Regions from separate parts of the Oryctolagus cuniculus genome. Here region 2 is linked to region 1. Evidence: chromatin contacts called from public Micro-C data. All regions are on one chromosome and are shown on one strand. Each heading gives the region's core, a stretch centred on a gene start, on an enhancer-like site or on the middle of the called end of the contact. The rest is flanking DNA. Distances are from core to core; before and after follow the strand shown. Region 1 overlaps SMYD2 (SET and MYND domain containing 2). Region 2 has its middle 19 kb from the start of PTPN14.

Region 1 (2,598 bases), core at 54-2,553:
TTGCACCGTGTCCCCCACTGTAGAGACCGTCCTCAGCACGTGCTGGGCAGCACCCCCATGCCGAGCTACCTACTTTCAGTTTAATTCCGTGTGACAGGGAAGAAGAGTTGAGTGACAGCTTACAGGTTTGTCAGCTCAGCCGCAGCCCAGGTGGGTTCGAGCTGAACTTTGCTTCGACTTTGCTCTTCCAGCATCGCCTGTTTCTCTAACTGAACGTAGCCAAATGATTGGGTCACTCGAGCCTTTTTGACTCTAACACGTAGAATCTCGGGGCAAAAGAACGTCATGAAGTCACTTTCTCTTCCTCGTTTCCCGTGCTACCGCCCGGGCAGTGGTGCAGCGCGTTTGACGTGGCAGCAGGGACTGGATGACCAGCTGCGACCAGTCTGTCTTGTCTCCTTTCTTTCCCAAGCCTGACTCTGCAAAAGCTCCTGTCCTGTGCCTTAGAGCCGAGGAGTCCGGCTTGAGTCCTGGGCAGCCCCGGGGGAGGTGTGGGCGCACGGGCCTCTCCACGCTCACGCTTCCTCTGTCTTTCTCTCCGTAGGCCATTGCAATCATGGAAGTAGCTCACGGCAAAGACCACCCGTATATTTCTGAGATCAAGCAGGAGCTGGAAAGCCAGTGAAACTATGCAGCATCTGTTTTCATCAAATGCTTTGTCCAGAGATCCTCGCGGACTCGTTTCCACTCTTCCCCACCACGCCTGCACCCCCGTGAGCCGCTGGAATGACAGCACCTTCCTGCACTGAGACCTTGCACTTGCCACCCCGCCAAACTGGCCTGGAGCCTGAGCAGCCCATGAGTTTTGAATGATTTCTTTTCCTAAGAGGTAACAGCATGGTTTCGTGTCTTAGAATATACTTTGGGCAGATCCAAGTTCTAAAAACGCAGCTGTTCTTCCCGTCATCCCTGTTGTCCTGCTCTGAACACATCTGGGGGATGAGGGAGAATAAAAGGGAGAACGGTATTTGCGGTTTGTGTTTTCTTCTGTGCATGGGGAGGCCGCCGAAGGGGCAGTGGCGGGAGCCCAGTCCCTGGCCTGGAAGCGACACGTGTTCTCCGCAGTGCTGCGAGTCCCAGACTTCTCCCCACAAGTGGCACCCGGAGGCCTCTTGATCCTGCACTTTATTTCCTGGGACGACGCCTATGGAGGAAGAACCAGGAAGGGAGAGAGAAGACGCGACGGTGAAAGCAGAGTGTCTGGCTGGAGGAGCCTTCGGTGGGCCCTGGGCGCCTCCCTGGCAGGCGGTGGCCCCTGCTCTGTCTCCCCTGGGCACCCGGAGCCCTGCGGTGTGGGACAGTGCTCAGTGCCAGCCTTGCCGTCTTAGCTGCCCCATCTGAAAGCATTCTGCGCTTTGATCGCCCCACTGCTGGGTCTGCACAGTACTCCTTTTCTTTATTTGGAATGACTCCAGGGTAAGCTTGGGAAGGGAAAATTTTCTTTCCTTACCAACGCTGTGTTGTGAGCAAACACGGATCTCTACCCACAAGGCCAGCAGCAGCCCCGTGTTGTGTGGCCCCTGGGCCCAGACAGCAGCGCGCTGAGGAATGGCTTGTTGGCAGCCGCCACCCAGACGGAGCCAGCACGCCCCCGAGTGCAGGGGTGTTTCCAAGGAAGGCGTCTTGTATCCTAGAGAGCAGCGGCCCTGTGCACCTACCGGTAAAGCCGCCCAGTTTACGCTGCAGTTGGCTTTCATAGTCGGGATCTGCACACAGCTCAAATGGCCGGCTGGGGTGTTTCCCTCCTTCCCTCACGTGTACATACACACCTCCCTCGGTGTGCTGCACGGGAGGATTTAACAGGTGGAATGCATTCTGTTGTCCAAGCCCAGTAAGCCACTATATGTACAGTCCTCCCTGTAGCTCACAGAGCGCATAAAAGCAAGCGTGGGCCCAGGTCAGGGAGCTGAGTGTTTGAAGAGAGCCGATTTCCTCCAGTTTCTGTGGCTAAGCCTGCAATAAGCGTAGCCGCTGTTCTCTGTAGGTTTTATAAAATGGATGGAAGTTACATATTCACAGGTTAATACAACGCATGTGAAGAGAGGGAGGTGTTGTCACCAGCCCCCCCCCCCCCCCGGCCACAGAGGGAGCCCTACAGTCTGCTCAGTGTGCTCCCCCTTCTCGCCAGGCCTCTAGAACGAATCTATGCAAATAGGAAAACAAAGGCAGGATGGGACTGGCACATGAGTTTGTAATCTGTTTGGACTTAATATGGCTTCCTTTGCACCTCAGTCCATAGAGATTCGCCTTGTTTTTAGGGGCAGAATATTGCATTGAATGCATGTCGTCTTTTACTCAGCCGTTCTATTTACGGTATGATTTTTCCCAGTTTGTTGCTAGAAAAAACAATACTACGATGAATAGCTTTTTTTAAAACATTTATTTATTTTACTTGAAAGAGTTTCATCAGAGAGGCAGAGCCAGAGAGAGAGAGGTGTTCCATCCACTGGTTCACTCCCCAAATGGCCACAATGGCCGGAGCTGCACCAGTTCGAAGCCAGAAGCCAAGAGCTTCTTCTGGGTCTCGCATGTGGGTGCAGGGGCCATCCTCCACTGCTTTTCCACTGCTTTCCTAGGCCATAGCAGAGAGCTGGATTG
Region 2 (2,598 bases), core at 68-2,567, 220 kb after region 1:
AGGTTTATTTTATTTATTTGAAAGAATTACAGAGAGGTGGAGACAGAGAGGTCTTCCTTCCACTGGTTCACTCCCTAAATGGCCGCAATGGCTTGGAGCAGGAGCCAGGAGCTTCTTCAGGGTCTCCTATGTGGGTGCAGGGGCCCAAGCACTTGGGCCGTCCTCCGCTGCTATCCCAAGAGCATTAGCAAGGCGCTGGATCAGAAAAGGAGCAGCCAGTACTTGAACTGGCGGCCATATGGGATGCTGGCACTGCAGCTGAGGCTTTAACCCACTGTGATACTGCGTTGGCCCTATTTTTTTTTTTTTTTTCTGTTTAAAATTCAAAACAGACCCATGGTCTTCCATACAAGAAAAAGTTCTGGAATTCTCTCTCCCTCTTTCTCTCCGCACCCCCCACATTGCCAGAGTTACAGCTTATTTCCCTCACCTACAAGGTTCAGTAGGTTCTGACTTCTAGTAGGTTCTGATTTCTAGTAGGTTCTAACATGAGAAAGTACAAACTCACCATATCACTTTAAAAAAATCTGCCACTTGCCCTCATTTGGAAAACAATCAAGCCCAAGAATCTTGTGGCTGCACTGCCCTTTTTCTTTTCTTTTCTTTTTTTTTTTTTTTTTTTGTTTTTTTGTTTTTTCTTAATTCCTGAAACGTATCAAGAGGATCCCAGGAAATGTTGAATTTTCCAAGTTTGGTTCTCAGTTTTTCTGGAACACTCCTTTTAGGGATATACATGAGTATGGATCTTTATTAGATATGATCTTTATCCAAATGCCTAGCTCAGTTTGCACTTCTCCCACTGTTATCTTCAAGTCAAATCCAAATCTCTGGGAGGGATTTTTTTTTTTTTTTAATAACACCTGGTCTGGCACCCAGAACCTCATGGGCTGAAAGCCATGGCAGATTCTCAAGCTATAAGAATCGATGCATTCATTTTCTGGCCTTGGAGTCTGCCAGCCAAGAAGGAACAGGAAGCTTGCTTGTGAGTCGCAGGAATGCAAAACTCCAGGCTGTAACTTGCTGTGGTTTTAAGCTTTGTCTGGGAGGTTAAGAACAATGTGAATTTCTCTTCTAAATAAATCTAGTTGATAAACACCTGCCTAGCACCACAAGTCTTTGGATTGAATCTAGACTGCACTCTTATGTTTTAACACCCTATTTTTAAAATAAAATCTTTGAAGTAAATATAATGTGGGTACTAGCATACTAATTGCCTAGATTGGCTAATTGGCTTGTTATTGAACACTGAGCAGATCAAATATCCTTCCTAAAAATCCCTAGTAGGCATTTGAACGCTCTGTGTAAACCTCAGCCAGCTACAGGACAACATTTCTCATGGGTCACACTTGATTTATATTCATCAACTTGTACAAGGGTGGGATGACAGTTTAGGAAGAAGGGTCTGAGTTAATGTACGTGTAGTTGACATACATGTGCTTTTAGACTATATGCTTGCTGGCCATCCAACTTAATAGCTCATTTTCTAATCCTTCCTTGGAACAGCAATTCAGATTACATAATCATGAAAAATAAACCTGTTGCCACCCAGCATGAACCAGCATGTTAGAGGACTTTATGGCCTTAGGTTATTAAGCTAGCACCCAGTTTTATGCATCCAGAAGGAGACTGGGAAAAAAGAAAATCTGCCAGTTTTGTTAAAGTTATACCACTTACAGATAATGACAACAAATAATTTACCTGGCTTGAGTTGGCTTCCGATACATTAAGACTTTGGGTTAATTAAATAGATGCCCATATTCTGCTAATTAGGGCTGTGTGATCATTAGCAACTTAGAAGCCTATTAGAAAAATTCTTTAGGTGAGCTTTTATTAGTAGGAAGGCTGTCTTGGCTGTTGAAAGTTATCTCCAAGATTCCCATCAAGCGTGTCTTATGCTCCAAACCTTTCCTTGAAACTGCACCACCCTATGAAGGAAATAACAAACTATGATCCAACATAGTTACTCATAAGCATTGACTGTCTACAAAGGGGACTTCTAAAAAGTCCATGGAATGAAAGTATGCATTTCTTTTGGTGCAGAAAATTTTAGAAATCCATGCTTAGTTAATATGTATTTTCCATGATTTATGAAAAAAAGTTCTTTTGCACCAAATAAATTCATTTTAATTCCATTTTTTCTGCAAACTTTTTGAAGGACCTTTGTATTCATTTAGCTGAAGAATTCGGATGCTCTGGATTTTTGAATTTTTCATTTCAGGTGAGCTTGGACATAAGAAACTCCAAACTAAAATTTGGTCCACACATCCTGGCTTCAGAGACATACATACACTCTATCCCCTAAGAGAGAGAGCGAGAGCCTCCATCTGCTGGCTCACCCAAATGGCTGCAACAGCTGGGGCTGGGCCAGGCTGAAGCTAGGAGCCCAGAGCTTCATCCAGGTCTCCCATGTGCATGCAGGAGTCTGAGTATGTGGGTCATTTTCTGCCGATTTCCCAGGTGCATTAGCAGACACCCAGATTGGAAGTGGAGCACCTGGGACTCAAATCAGTGCTCATATGGGGTGCATGCATAGCAGGCAGTGGGTTAATCACAATGCTGGCCCCAGGAAATCTCTTAGCATCAGCAGTGGGACTAAGA

What was found. Hi-C and Micro-C count contacts between places; a contact is called where the count stands out from the background.
Region 2: a contact with region 1 is called in a Micro-C map of ear pinna, with 4 times the contacts expected there. The contact joins two enhancer-like sites. A contact is called at or near these places in 3 of 6 Hi-C or Micro-C datasets (ear pinna, psoas muscle and an unstated tissue).

What each region holds. Positions count from the first base shown.
Region 1 is chr13:28,633,013-28,635,610 of mOryCun1.1, forward strand. SMYD2 (SET and MYND domain containing 2) reads left to right here. Exons shown (of 12, transcript XM_002717406.5): 12 at 545-2,598. The coding sequence ends at 625. Among named protein-coding and RNA genes, the nearest start is that of SMYD2, 53 kb to the left of the region's middle. Within about 2 kb of position 1,304, at least 1 of the 8 cell types and tissues checked has an H3K27ac peak or open chromatin away from gene starts, as enhancers often do. A contact at or near this core is called in ear pinna, where this site is marked.
Region 2 is chr13:28,853,619-28,856,216 of mOryCun1.1, forward strand. No RefSeq gene overlaps it. Among named protein-coding and RNA genes, the nearest start is that of PTPN14, 19 kb to the left of the region's middle. Within about 2 kb of position 1,318, at least 1 of the 8 cell types and tissues checked has an H3K27ac peak or open chromatin away from gene starts, as enhancers often do. A contact at or near this core is called in ear pinna, where this site is marked.